Linked DNA regions of Muntiacus reevesi: region 2 is linked to region 1. The links are chromatin contacts, called in public Hi-C maps. All regions are on one chromosome and are shown on one strand. The core of a region is the stretch at or near the end of the contact, and the rest is flanking DNA. Distances in the headings are between cores, read along the strand shown. Region 1 holds the start of PLAC9 (placenta associated 9). Region 2 holds the start of LOC136158136 (pulmonary surfactant-associated protein A).

What was found. Hi-C and Micro-C count contacts between places; a contact is called where the count stands out from the background.
Region 2: a Hi-C map of blood shows a contact between it and region 1, with 9 times the contacts expected there. The contact joins the promoter of LOC136158136 here to the promoter of PLAC9 in region 1. A contact is called at or near these places in 2 of 3 Hi-C or Micro-C datasets (blood and muscle).

Annotation. Positions count from the first base shown.
Region 1 is chr2:114,143,063-114,150,581 of mMunRee1.1, reverse strand. It overlaps PLAC9 (placenta associated 9), which reads left to right and starts at 3,725. Exons shown (of 4, transcript XM_065922718.1): 1 at 3,725-3,881. The coding sequence starts at 3,818.
Region 2 is chr2:114,811,664-114,819,182 of mMunRee1.1, reverse strand. It overlaps LOC136158136 (pulmonary surfactant-associated protein A), which reads left to right and starts at 3,153. Exons shown (of 5, transcript XM_065919900.1): 1 at 3,153-3,257; 2 at 4,084-4,278; 3 at 4,548-4,667; 4 at 5,409-5,486; 5 at 5,942-6,318. The coding sequence starts at 3,170. The coding sequence ends at 6,318.

The DNA of each region.
Region 1 (7,519 bases), core at 2,476-4,975:
AGCTCCCCCTCCCTCAGGGAGCAAGCAAGGACACCTGTTACTTGTCTTCACTCCCTTCTGCTGCAGCACAAGTCCGAGTCCGAGTAAAGCTTTGCCTGCATTTCTCATCTGGCCTCTTTATTCACTTTCTGCTGATTAAAGTGTCCGAGAACCCACATCAGTACACAGATGTCCTTAGTTTATATTTTATCCCAGCTCCAGTCTTGAAGAGCGAAATGAGATCATTGCCCCCAGAGAACACTGATAACAAGGTTCTCACAGAGCTGGGGGAAATGCCAGACGGCTCCCTACCCGCCAAGCCCACAGGACCTTGGAGTCATAACTGAACACATTGTTGGGAAATATCTATCGCTTTGACAATGGACTGAATTGACGCTGAGCAATGTGAATCTGCGTAAAAGATATCTCTAAACTAAGCAGGTGGGATACCTTTAAGCTGGATTCCTCCACTTTTATATGTGGATTCATCACACTTCAGAAAACACTGGGTGGGAAGCTGCCCTTACCAACCTGTGGGATAACCACAGAACGCCACGCTTACAGTACCGGCCGGGATGAACGGAGAAACAAGAACACAGTGCTTGGAACGGTACTTGACATAAAGTCGGAATCAATGAATGTCAGCATCAGTGAATGTCGGCATCTAGGACTACAATTATTGATGGTATATTGGTTAATGTTAGGCCTGTACACAGCAGATTTCCTTACCTTCCTACATCTTCCCCTACTGGGAGGATTTGGGACTGTTTGTCAGAAAGGGGATAGAGTTTTAAACAAAAATAAAACACAAAAGACTTATTAAATCTCACCTTGTTAGGTCCCCTGCACCTTCTATCCCCTACAGAGGCATCTATACTCACACTCCACTGGTTCATTCTCTCTGCATGTAACTTGTGTGGCCACGGGCTAGCAGCCCTGCTCCATCTGTGTGGAGGAGGGGTGGCCTGGCCCCCGCGGGGCTGAGACCTTTCTGGAACCAGTCTTGTCTGCCCAGAGACAAGAAGACAAGGAGGCTTTTGTGGACTCTGACCCTCCCAGCCACTGAGCCCCTTCCAGCTTGGCAGTCCCTCTCCTCCGCTCCACCTCCAGAGAGATGGCCAGCTCCCACTTACCGTTTGCCTTGGCCCCTTGCCTTTGGGTGTGGGCTGGGGGAGAAAGCCATGCCAGATGCCCCCTACCCCCTTTTATCGCCACAACAGGCCAGCGTGGGAGGCCACACACATCCTGCAATATTGCCAATGGGTGCATGGGTATCCTGGGAGCAAGTCTCCACATTTCTGTGTGACCTTAGGCCACCCCCTGACTTCTCCAAGTGTCACCCTCCGAGTGAGGGTTCAACTGTGGATCTTGGTGGTAACTGCCAGGGCGGAAGCATGAGAGGAAAAGATGACTTTGCACATTACAGCACTTTAACTATGCAGGCAGTTATGGGTCATCCTTCCCTAACTTAAGAACTTGCCACTCTGAGCCTCCAAAGACCCAATTTGCCCTCTTCTACCTCCACCTCCCTCCAGATTTCCTCACTACCTAGTTATTCACCTGGGGCCTGATAATGCTTCAGAGCGTGAATTTTAGAATCAGGTCCACCTGCTTTCCAACCTGGGATCTGCAGTTTTCTGATCTAATCAAATATATCTTCTCTGAAAATATATGGTTTTCACTGAGTCAATGATGCCATCCAACCATCCCATCTTCTGCCGCCCCCTTCTCCTCTTGTCCTCAATCTTTCCCAGCATCAAGGTTTTTCCCAATGAGTTGGCCCTTCACATCAGGTGGCCAAAGTACTGGAGCTTCAGCTTCAGCATCAGTCCTTCCATTGAATATTCAGGGTTGATTTCCTTTAGGATTGACTGGCTTGATCTCCTTGCTGATATTAATATATCAGATTAATAATCAGAATACACAAAGGAAAGAGGGAAAATAAAAAAAAAATTTGAATAGGCAAATAAAAGTCAACTTCACACATAAAAAATAACAAGGTAATTTTTTTCATCATCAAACTGTCAAAATATTAAAAGATAAATATTCAGTGTGCAAGAATGTACAGGGCTGCCAGTACTACAACTTCAGGTCTCCCCAGTGCAGAAGTATTTTATGTAAATGGCGCCACCTGCAGCACAATTCCCATACAGACTGCACTGTAACTGTGTGTGCCTTGGAGCCCTGCTCTCAGTGGCTCGCCTCTCCTTTGGGCTTAGTAAAAATCTCTGGCATATCCAGGAAGAGGCCAGCTTGGCTAGATTCCAGTCCAGTTCTCTCAGCTTGGTAGACTCTTCCAGTTCCTTGTCTATGTGGTTCCTAATATAAATTCAGACACAAATGTGTATACATGGAACTGAATAATATATGGAAAGTGAAAGTCTCTCAGTCCTGTACAACTCTTTGCAATCCCATGGACTATACCGTCCATGGGATTCTCCAGGCCAGAATACTGCAGTGGGTAGATGTCCCCTTCTCCAGGAGATCTTCCCAACCCAGGGATCGAATCCAGGTCTCCCACATTGCACACGGATTCTTTACCAGCTGAGCCATCAGGGAAGCCTATATTTGGGGATTTTTACTTTCATGCTTTTATTTTCATGTTCATCTCATCAAATTTTAGAGATCATTCTATGTTAGTACACCTAAATCTGAGACAGGCTGGGACTTGGGACCCTTTGCTGCAGTCCCTGCTCCTGGACAAACTATTTTCTCCAGCAAGAAAATACAAAGAAACTATAGTGGACTAAAAATAACTGTGAGGTTGTACAAACTGGGAACAACAAGATACAAAAAGACCAAAAACCCAACTGCCACTTCTGAGGGGTCAGAAACAAAAGCAGGGTCCTATGCATCATCAGTGCGCCCAGCACCACCAAGAGGGTGGGCAGACCACCTAAACATACCCCTCCAGCCCAGGCAGGATCCACCCCAACCCTGGAGCCATTCAGGAACCAGCTCACCCCCTCCCCCAGGAAGCAAGCAAGGGCACCCATACCTGTAATCTGGCGTGCTTAGGTAAGAGATCCAATAAAGCCTTGCCTGATCTGGCTTTGTATCAATTTCTTTTTTAAGTTTAGTTGGTTGCCATCATGTGGGATCTTCCATTGCGGCAAAGGGACTCTCTACTTGTGGCGCTACGGCTCAGCAGCTGTGGCATCTAGGCTTAGTTGCTCCCCAGCGTGTGGGATCTTAGTTCCCTGAACAGGGATCAAACTCAGGTTCCCTTCATCGCAAGGTAGATTCTTAACCACCAGACCACCAGGGAAGTCCTCATCAATTTCTATTTAAGAACCCGGGTCAATAACAAATCCACTATAATCCTTTGGAAAGTTATCTTTTAACAATACTGTTACTCCTTTAGAAGGACAAAATTTCAGTGGAATGCAGACCATTTCCTAGCCTCCCTCTCAGAGCGACACTGTCTGATATCATCAGAGCTGATTACTCCGTGAAGTTAGGGATTCTGATCCTGTGCCAGGGGCGTGGGTGGCACTTCTGGAAACTGCAGCCTGCCGGTCTGTGAAATGGGCTCATTACGGATCACTGGGCCCCCGGTTCCATCATCCTCTGTTCTGTGCTCCGGCCCAGGGGGAGGCGCGGGGGGCTCAGAGCGCGGCCCCTTCCTGGGGAGGCGCCCAGCCTGGCACATCGCCCCTCCGCTCGCTTGCGGGGTCTCTGGAGGGGGCGGGCTCGCTGGAGCCAGAAAGCCCGGAGCCGCCCAGGAATCTTGGCTGGAACTGCGAGCATTTCCTCCCAGGCGGGCCGGCGCGATCCCGGGGAGGGCGGGGAGGGCGGCCGCGGGCAGAAGTGGCGCTGCGCTCCGCCGGCCGGCAGCATGTGGCCCTTGCTCTGCGCGCTGGCCGGGCTCGCCCTGCTCCGCGCCCCGGGCGTCTTCGCCGGTGAGTGGGGCCGGGGAGCGGGGCGAGGGCTAGGGAGACCGCGGACCGCGAGGAACGAGCTGAAGAGAGGGAGGGAGGTGGGAACGGAGCCAGATGGAGAGAGAGAGAGGGAGAGATGGAGAAAGAGGGAGATGCAGGGGGGGAGAGAGACAGATGGGGAGAGAAAAAGGAAGGACGAAACAGAAAAAGGCAGAGAGATAAAGGCACAGGGACATAGAAAAAGGAAAGAATAAAGAGAGAAAGGGAGAGGCTGGGACAGAAAGATTTCGGAGGTAAACAGATGGGTGTGAACTATGAATAAGGACAGAGAAAAAGGAGTTTAGTGGGAAAGAAACAGAGGAACTAAAATGGCAAGAGAAAGGGGAGAGAGGGAGAGAGGATATTGAGGAAAAGAGGAAGATTTGAGAGACAAAAAAAGGAGAGGGGATGGAGAAACCCAATCCCCCAGGTGGGGAGGAAAGAGAGGAGGGGGCCAGGATCAGGAGGTGAATGGTCAGGTCTGCAGGGTGGCGGGGGGCCTGCGAAGCACCCAGGCCTCCTTTCCTGGGGAATTTCCTGGGATGCTGAGCCCCAACAAGCAGACGACCCACGTCTGGTCCGGCCCACGTCTGGTCCGGCCCAGCTGGTAGGGGCCAGGCAGGCGGCCCCTGGAGGTCTTGGCTTTACCTGCCTGATAGTCTGAGGAGGCCCTGCAGTAGAGGAGAGGAGGCCAGTTGTCAGCCTTTTGGAGAGCTTCGCAGAGGGCCTGAGCAGCCTTGGGTGTGTGGGAGGAGGCTGCAGGAAGGAGAAGCCCTCTGGGTGCTCCAGGCTGGGTTCCTTGCAGTGCCTTATCCCCTCCACCTCCCCTGACAGCAGCCTTAGAGCTGTCCCCTCCCAGGTGAGGCTTGGACCAGAAGGCTGCAGAAGGACTAACTGTACTGTACGCATAGATGTTCCTTCCAGCACCTCAAGACTCTGCACTTTATATAGCTCTTTACAGTTGACATTAACCCAACCAAGCTCTCTTGCCAGCCTCGACCAGAGACGGCTGATGCTCACAGTGGTGCAGGTGAGGAGAAGGCTCAGTCTGTCCAGGCATGCAGGTCTCCTGCCCCCCTCAACACCCTTACCCCATGTCAGGCTGCTCCCCCATCCCCCTGGAGCAGGCAGAAGTGCCCCGTGTCAGGATGGAAGCTCCCCTTACAGGGAACTAGGAGCCCCAGGGAAAGGGCTGAGGCCAGTCCTGCTCCTGGCCAGCCCCCGGCTGAGTGACCTTGGGTGAGTCGTGTCATCTCTCTGAAGCTGTTTCCTCTTCTGGTAAGTTGGGGAGAATGGTAGCCACCCAGAGAGCTGAAGGAAAGGGAAGTGCCCGGCGCAAAACACCTGTCAACACACATTGACTCCTTCCCTTGCCCCCTCAGACAGCTCCACTGACCTCTCTGAGCCAGTTTCTCCACTGAGGTTGGCAAAGGAGGACCAACAAGCTCTTCCTCACAGCTGAGTGAGGAGTGGCTGAGACCATCCAGCATTGAGCCTGGCCCACAGTGCGATCCTCCCCACCCCTGCTTTCCCGGCCCACCCCGTCCCCTCTTCTCAGAGTCTCCACCTCCAGGAGCTGAGGGGACAAAGCCGAGTCTGTGCTCCCCCAGAGGGAGGAGCTGGCCACTGCCCACAGCGGCTGACCTTCTGTGGCCCTTTAGCTATGACCGGTATATACATTTTGTCTCAAAGCCATTTTAAACATTTTCTTCCTGATCATTTTCATTGCTTCAGATTAAGAAAAATAGAAGAAAGTATAAATGTATTAATGTAATTTCACTTTGTGTTCAAACATTTTTGTATATAACCTTTCAGACTTCAGACAATTATACCATTGTTTTTTTTTTAACTGTTGATTATCAAATCTTTTGGATATATACACAGAATAGTGTAAGGAACTTCCATGGATTCTTGACAGATCTTAATTCATCTAATCCACCTTCTCTCCCCTCTCTCAGATTAAACGAAACTCCAGGCACTATATATTTTCATCTATAAGTATTACCTTATATGTTACTAAAGCATCAATAATCTTTTAATAACTGAAATACCATTATCACTACCTAAAAATGGATAATTCCTTAATATCATCAAATGTCTAGTCAGTGTTCATGTCCATAATTGTGTCATGTTTTTATATTTGGTTTGTTTGATTCAAATGAGGTGGATACATTTGGTTTTTGGTTGATATGTCCATTAAACTTCTTTTAGTAAGTTTTAGGTTTCTTTATAAGGTTCTTTTCTTTTTTCTTAAAATTTATTTGGTGAAGAAACTGCATTGCTAGTCCTATAGTTTTTCACATTTAAATTTTAGCTGATTGCATCCTCTATATGTCATTTAAATGTTCTTTTCCCTGTATTGTCTATAAACTGGGAATTAGATATAGAAGCATCGTCTAATTAATTCCAATTAGACTTTTTTTTTGCAAGAATACTTTAAAATGGTTTATTGCTTTAATTTTCATTTCTTTGATTACTGCCAAGGTTGGATGTTTCTTCAAATGAATATTGGTCATTTCTAATTCTTGTGAATTGTTTTGGCCTTTTCAATTGTGGGATTGGGATTTTTCGCATTGCTCTATAAAAGTCCTTTATGTGTTGAGTGAAACAGACTGTTCTGTGTTATTTGTAGAGAATTTTTTTTTAAGTTAAGGCTTCAGCTGAGTTCCTTTTCTATTTTGCTATCAGAGGGATCTCAAGTCCTAGAGCCTAGTCCCATTAGCCATTCTCATCCATGCCTCAGGACCTACAGGGATCCACCACCACTCCAGGTCCCTGTGGACTGTCTTCCATTGGGATTCTGCTTGTTTACTTTGGGTGAAAGGAGAATATGCTCAGGCTATCGTCCAATCTTCGCAGGTGGCACTAGTGGTAAAGAACCTGCCTGCCAATGCAGGAGACTCAAGAGACTGGGGTTCAGTCCCTGGATCAGAAAGATCCCCTGGAGGAGGGCATGGCAACCCACTCCAGTATTCTTGCCTGGAGAATCCCATGGACAGAGAAGCCTGGCAGGCGCTGGGATTGCAAAAAGTCGGACACAACTGAAGCGATTTAGCATGCAGCACGCATGGCAAGGATCACTGCATCTCTTCTTACAAAAATGGATGAGGGGGGAGCAAACCTCTCCAAGACAGTTTGATACAGTGTACACAGTTGGGCTCTTGTTGGCCCTCAGGACAAGTGCACAGGTTTCATCTATACAGGTACTTTTTGCCCCATGCTGGTCCAGCCTCTCATTTTACAGAGGAGGCAGCCGAGATCCCAAGATGGGAGGCCTTTAACTCCTCATAGAACTCCCAAAACACAGCATGGTGTCAGGAGGGTAGGATTCAAATCCTGTCCCCACCATCTACTAGCTCTGTGTAGTCTTGGGCGTGTCTCAACCTCTTTGATCTTTGGTTTTCTAATCTATAAAAATGTGATGCAGAGTACTGAGCTTACAGATAGAATGAAATGAGGTAATGCAGATGAGCACTGAACAAAAAGCTAGGCACATAATAAGTGATCATAAACTGATAGTGGATTCAAATATAGAGTATGGCTGTGCCCATTCTAAAGGTGGGGAAACCAAGGATCCAGCCAGTGGGACTGGCTTATAATGGAGCCCAGAGAGTCCGGTC
Region 2 (7,519 bases), core at 1,904-4,403, 670 kb before region 1:
TTGCCTTGCAAGGTGTCTGAAGTCCACTGCCCCAGAAAAAGGGACACTTCGACTCTGTGAGAAACCTCTGTACATGGTCAACATCTCTGCTTTGATGGACACTCGTCCTCTGGGAGATTGGTCAGGCACTCTGGCCACACTCAGTCCTTTCCTTTTCTCTATCCTACTGTATCTTACTTCCCTGCCCACCCTCCCGATGTAGCCACAGGAACTCCCTCGGGAGAGTCACTCTTGTCCAGGTGGAGGCAAGGCATGAAACAAGCCCTGAGCATTCTCACCCGTGGCTCCTGGGTATCCCCTGCCACTTCAGGAGAACTAGGGGTTGTTTTATTTTTTATTTTTTGGCCACACTGTACAGCATGTGGGATCTTAGTTCCCTGACCAGGGATCAAACCCACACTCCCTGCATTATAAGCATGGGGTCTTAACCACTGGTCCACTGGGGAAGTCCTGGAGTTTGTTTTAAATAGCAGCCTCATTAGTACCCACACACTCTTCTGCTCACCAGCCACATAGAGGTCAGAGCCCAAGATGATTCACTTTGACCACCGTGGGTCCCAAATTAGACCCATGAGGTGACATCAAAACCAAAGGAGATCTCTGTTCAACCTCTGCAGGACCAGGTCCCTGCAGGTAGGGTTGCCAGATAAAATATAAGATGCCCAACTACATCTGAACTTCAGATAACCAATGAGTAATATTGCATACTTACAGTAAAAAGATCATTTGTTCCTTTGTGCACTGTTGGTAGGATTGTAAACTGGTAAACGAGTCTAGTCACTATGGGAAACAGTATGGTGGTTCCTCAAAAATTTTTAAATAGAACTACAGCCATCTCAGTATATATTCAAAGTATATATCTGAGTATATATTCAAAGGAAATGAAAACAAGTTATCAAGAGATGTCTGTATTCTCGTGTTCATTGCAGCATTACTCACAATAGCCAAGTATGAAATAACCTAAATGTCCATTGATACATGAATGGATAAATATGTGGTGTATACATACCATGAAATATTATTCAGCCATGAGAAAAAGGGAATTCTGCCATTTGCAACAACATGGATAGACCTTGAGGACATTATGTTAAGTGAGCTAAGTATTAGTCGCTCAGTTGTGTCCAACTCTTTGTGACCCCAAGGACTGTAGCCTGCCAGGCTCCTCTATCCATGGGATTTCCCTGGCAAGAATACTGGAGTGGGTTGCCATTTCCTTCTCCAGGGGATCTTCCTGACCCAGGGATTGAACCCAGATCTCCTGCTCTGCAGGCAGACTATTTACCATCTGAGTCACCAGGGAAGCCAAGTGAATTAAGTCAGAGACAAATATTGTATGATATCTACTTTTTTGTGGCAGAAAATGCAGTCAGAACACTCCAGACAAGAGAACAATCATGATCAAAGACACGGAAAGCAGCACTCAGTTCTGTGAACTTGAAGCATTATCCTCTGAGAAGCTGCAGAAGGGAGAATTGATGGAACAAGAAATGAAGAAAGAGGTAAGTCCAGGTAAATAATTAATTCATGATTTTATTAGAATTTTTATGACACACTTTTATATATTGGCATTAAGATATATGAGTAACTTGTTAAACAGATGACCTAAGTGATTAAATAAAATACCCCATGATAGTCTGTCACTGTTTAATGAAAGTAATATCTGAACCAGTGCTAATTTCTTCATTTTGATGGCTATGTAGAAAAATATCTTTACATAAAATATAAATTAAGGTACTAGGGTGATGGAATGTCATAGTTTCAGAAAAAAATTTGTACTGCCTCTGCATCTTTCCTATAGGCTTTATAGGAAATTTAATTTTGATTCAAAATTTAAAAAGGCTCAAGAAGTTATATAACCTGATCAAAACCACATGGATAATGAGTGGCAGTTCCAAATCACAACTTGAGTATTTCTGACTCCTAAGTCCACACTCTCCCCCACCAACCACATGGCCCTGACCTCCAGGCTGCCTTCCCCAGGGCCCTTCAAAATCTGCCCAAGAAGAGCCTCCCTGTTCTTGTTTCTTTACCCCGAGAACCACACTCCCTCCAAGCCAAGTTGAGGTCCTTAAGCTGGAACTACTCCCCGCTTGCCCCAGCCCAGTGCTGGCCCTGGTTCCCCATCCCATGCCTGGCAGAGTCACAGGCATGTGACGGGTGGCGGCAGGGCAGCTGGAAGCACCAAGAGCTCCAGATCAGCTCTGACAGGCCTCCTGCTCCCAGGAGAGGAGTTCCATTAGCTAAGCTCCCACTCTCCCTATGGATCTCAAGATTTTCAGACCACTCACAGGTAAGCACGGTCTTGGTTCTCCATTGTTACCATCCTACGTTAGAGATTCCCTCCTAATTAAGTGGCTTGAAAAGGGAATCTCTTCCATTGTCCTCACAAGTCGTTCTACTACTGAAAGATATTGCCACTGCGGGTCATTAGACATCACCATGGTTAAGACAGAAACTATGGTTTCCTGCCCTGCCTCCCTACCACTGAGCCTGCCAAGACAAAGGAGTGGGGACCCTGCCAAGGGTTCACCTGTACCAGTGAACCGTGTACCCATCAACTCAGCCACAGACCCCAGAGGCAGGAGTTGGGAGGCTCAGTAGTGAGCCATGCCCCTTGACCGACAGTTTGTTCCAGCTCAATCTGATGATCCCTTGGCTTGAGACATGACCTCTGCATGGTTTAGAGCCACAGGGATACTTCTAAGAACCAAAGAGGCTCTGGAACCGGAATGGCCCCAGTGGACAGCCCTTTACACCACTGATCTGTCTCTCTGCTCCCCTGGGAAAAGAGTCCAGCCCTGGTATGTTCTCTCCTACTGGTGGACTTTTGGGGGGTAGTGATCCCAGGAGTGTGAACATGTCACTATCCAGGACCAGGGGGCTGAGACCCAGGAGGAGGAAGACTTCCTTTGTCACAGGCCTCCTTGTAAGTGCTCTTGTCCTTCACTGGGTGGGAAACTGGATGGATGGAGGGAGAGTGGGTGACCTCTGGCCCATGGGAAATTTCCCTTCTTATCGACCTGGAGTTTCTCGTTAGCAGGTTTTCTAAGTGCCTCTCCAGCCTGAGTGCCTGTGAGGAAATGTTACTGAGTAAACAAGATGGCAGCTTCCTGCCTGGCCCTTCTGGTGTAGAGGCCCTTGTGACAGGAGCCTCTACAAGGTGGAGAGGATGTCTGGTGGCCTACATCAGTATAAATGGCACCATCCACCTGGCCACCCTGCTCTGGAGGCAGGGAGCACGGGCTGTGTTCTTGCGGGTGAGTTTAGCCCCATCCTCTAGGTCTTCCCCAGGGTGAACCAGCCCAGCAGGCACATGCTTCACTACAGGTCAGGTGGGAAGGAGGGTCCTCCCCTGTACTACTAGGAGCTATTCCACAGAGTTCTAACTATGGCTGCAGGATGATGGGCTTGCAGATATCCTCATTCTTCACTGTGCTCCTAGGCCAGGTCCCTTCTCCCCAAGGACTCAACAGGGCCTGCAGGGTGGGGGCAGGGAGGAGAAACAGCCTGCCAAGGAGAAAGGGACACCAGAGCAGGGAGGAGGGGACTCCCTATCATTGACCGACTGGGAATGGCCAAGCCGTGGGCCCTGGTCATTTCTCCTCATCCTCAGGATCGTGATCCCTCAACTCAAAAGGAGGGCACCTGAGAGTATGAGGGACAGACAGAACGAGTGAGTGAGTGACCACTTCCTTCCTCCCAGCAGCCTGGGAGGTACAGGCCAGGATCGCCTCCAGGGCAGACGTGTTAGGGGAAGCCAAGAGAGGTAAAGTGAGTTCCCTGTGGTCACACAGCGAGGAACAGAGACTCTAGTAGAATCCAGGTCCTCTGACTCTCCAGAGCTCTTTACAACCCCTCACCTAACCAGGTACCATACCACCTCCAGCCAGGGGGATGGGGCATGAGACCGTGTTAGGTACCAAATGATGCTGACAGCTTTCAAGAAAAATTTGGGTCTTTCCAGAGTTCCTGTCTGTACCAACCCAGCCCTCAGGCCCCAGCATGTGCTGAATCTTGACAAAGCAGAGCAAGGGGAGACCCTCCTTAATGCTTCAGAGGGGCCATGGCCCTTCTCTTCTGCAGGAGGAGCTGCTGGAGCAGGTGCCATGCTGCTGTGCTCTTTGACCCTTACCCTCCTCTGGATGGTGGCTTCTGGCCTCGAGTATGACATGAAGGAAGTTTGTCTTGGAAGTCCTGGCACTCCTGGCACTCCCGGATCCCATGGCCTGCCAGGAAGAGATGGGAGAGATGGTATCAAAGGAGACCCTGGGCCTCCAGGTACTGAGTGGGAGCTGGGGGACAGTGACCTGATTTCAAGGGGACCACCTGCCCACCTGGGTCCAAGGGTCTGGGCTGGGTCCAAGGGTCAGTTGGTTGGTGGCTCTTTCCTGGGACCCTTAGAATGGAACAGCCCTGGATGGTCTATCCTCACGGTGCCCATGGAGGGACAGGCAAGTCAGCCTGGCTGAAATGGAGGTCCAGTCACATCAGCCCCAACTCACTGTGGGTGACAGATACCATACATCCTCCTCTCCCTCTCTCTGCAGGCCCCATGGGCCCCCCTGGAGGAATGCCAGGCCTCCCTGGGCGTGATGGGATGACTGGAGCCCCTGGCCTCACTGGAGAGCGTGGAGAAAAGGGAGAGCCTGGTGAGAGAGGTCCTCCAGGTGAGCTGGATAGGGCCAACGGGCAGAGGTGACTGGACACCATGCCCATGTGTTCAGTTACATGAGGAATGATGGGGGTCAGACAAAATTGTGCAAGTTCCCCAAAGGGCATCCATCCCAGAGGTGCCTGTGGTGTGGGTCATAAGTGCAGAATCTGGTGGGAATTGAAAGTTTTCTGTGCATTACAACTGCTGACAGGGAGATACAAGACATCAGGTGTGGGAAATAGAATAGTGATGGGAGGAGGGGAGGCACTTCCTAGGGCTGAGGTGTATGGGCGCACGTGGACCAAGGAGCAGATGGATGATGAAATTGGGGACCCTGCTTGCCCAGGGGACCTCTGGAGTTCTAGGTTCCTTACTATTCCTTATAGCAGTAATCAGGGTTCATCAGAGTACAGAAAGAACCACATTTGCTCTTAATGGAGGGTGGGAAAGGGGCCCTGCCCAGGAACTGGAAAACTCCACAGATATGGACAGACAGATCCATAAAAGGACATGGAAGGGAAGAAGAGCAGGGAAGGGGCGAGCAGGTGCAAGGCTGCACTAAGGGACAAGTGTGTAGGGAATATGGAAACACACTCTGGCCTTGTGAACCCTTATGACCTGGGGCCTGGGCAGTGGCTCTAGACAAGTGAAGGGCAGAACTCCAGGCTCTCAGTTGATCTCAAATCTGCTTGGCAGCAAGTGGGGTTGTTGTTGACCTGTTGATCCTCTCATCTTGTTGCGGATCTCTCTACAGGCTTTCCAGCGTATCTAGATGAAGAGCTCCAGGGCACACTCCATGAGATCAGACATCAAGTTCTGCAGTCACAGGGCGGTAAGGGATCCCCCCCTGGGGCTTTATATGGTAGGGAGTCTCCCATTAGTTCTCCTCATCCTTAGAACCAGGCTCCAGAATCTAGAGAGTTGATGAACAAGTGTAGATGTGGAAGTCATGTTTTAGATGTTCTTAAATGGCCAGAGGTGAGAGAAGTAGGCACGAATTAGGTCCCTATGTCCTGGGGAAGCAAGGTCCCTAGCAACATTGCTTTCTTTGAATCCCAGGAAATCGCACAGTTTATGACACATAATAATAAGTAATTGCTAAATGGGTGAATGAATAAATAGAATCATGAGAGCATAGTGGAGAATCCAGAAAGACTGGAATTGGAAGAGGGGGCAGATGACAGAGACAGGCAAAGATAAGGAGATTGGGGAGAACACAAAGGTGGAGAGCCTGAAGGGAAGGAAGCAAAGAGGTCTGTGGCCTGACCTGGGTTCTTCTGCTGTCAGTCCTCAGTTTGCAGGGGTCCATGCTGGCAGTGGGAGAGAAGGTCTTCTCTACCAATGGGCAGTCAGTCAATTTTGATGCCATCAAAGAGTTATGTGCCAGAGCAGGTGGACAGATTGCTACCCCGAGGAGTCCAGAGGAGAATGAAGCCATTACCAGCATCGTGAAGAAGCACAACACTTATGCTTACCTGGGCCTGGTCGAAGGCCCCACCGCTGGAGACTTCTATTACCTGGATGGAGCCCCTGTGAATTATACCAATTGGTACTCAGGGGAGCCTAGGGGCCGGGGTAAAGAGAAGTGTGTAGAGATATACACAGATGGTCAGTGGAATGACAAGAACTGCCTGCAGTACCGACTGGCCATCTGTGAGTTCTGAGCAGGCACCAAAGCCACAGGATGGACAGAGTCCTATCTTTCCTTCCAGCCTCCATCCTGGGGATCCACCTGGTCTACGGATCAGGTGCTATAACTCCTTTGTGGCTATCAGAATTGAAGGCACTCTTGAGCATTCCACTCCTGGGTGGATCCTGACTCCTCCCCAATGATCACTAATCAGTCTGACTCCCCTGGAAGCCCTTCTCAGCATTGCACTCTTGGCAGCCACTCTAACTTTGCCCTTCTGCAAGGGACAGAGGTTTCTTTCCTCCTCTTCTTGTCCAGTTCCTTTATTTACAGATGGCAACAGTAAGGTCCTGGGGTGAAGGTTCCCTCCAAAGCACCACACAGGATGCCTGCTTCCTGGCCCCCTCTACTCTGTCATTGCAGCTCACTGCTTGCCCAGCCTCATCAAGATTTAGCAGTTCTGCTCAAGCACAATGATAGGTGGACTTCTGGGAAATCTCACACACGTGGAGCTAAGGATACATTTGGGTTTATCTATCAACCTGAGGTCTGTGGGGAGGCATCTTGTTAGGCTCTCTATGAAGTCAGAGGGCCAGGTGGTACTTCAGCATGGTGGCGGCCAGCTCATTCCTAGTGATTGGCATGTATTCTCCACTTCCTTGAGTCTTGGGGTGTCAGCCAACACCTCTAAGGAAGATCTCACCCCCACCTTAGACATTACCCAAATAACTGCCTGCTGATGAACACATTCCCCACCTCTTCAAAACTCAGTGAGGAGTTCACGCCACTTGTCACACCACCATTTATTGAGCACATACTATATACCAAGCACCATGACATGCACTTCTAAGACATCTTATATGATTTAATCTTCACACAGTGTCATGGGACGAACATTATTTTCCCCAATCTTTTATACAAGGACACTGAAATTTAGAGAAGTTAAATGTTTTGAGTTTTTTTTGTTTTTTTTTTTTTAACATGAAGCAATTGGCAGAGGCTGGTTTCAAACCTATCTACCTGGACCTGAAGCTTGTGCTCATGACTACCCCACCTTCTCATTGAACAGAGATGATTCAAGTGTAATAAATCATGAATGTGTTAACATGAGTTTCCACTGCTTTGGTTTCAAGAAACATTTCTGTATTTTTAGAAATCAAGTTAACTCTGGCTCTGAACCCTTACTTACCTGAAAAGTGGGAAGTTCAATCTCAGGTTAAACTTTCTTTGTTGGG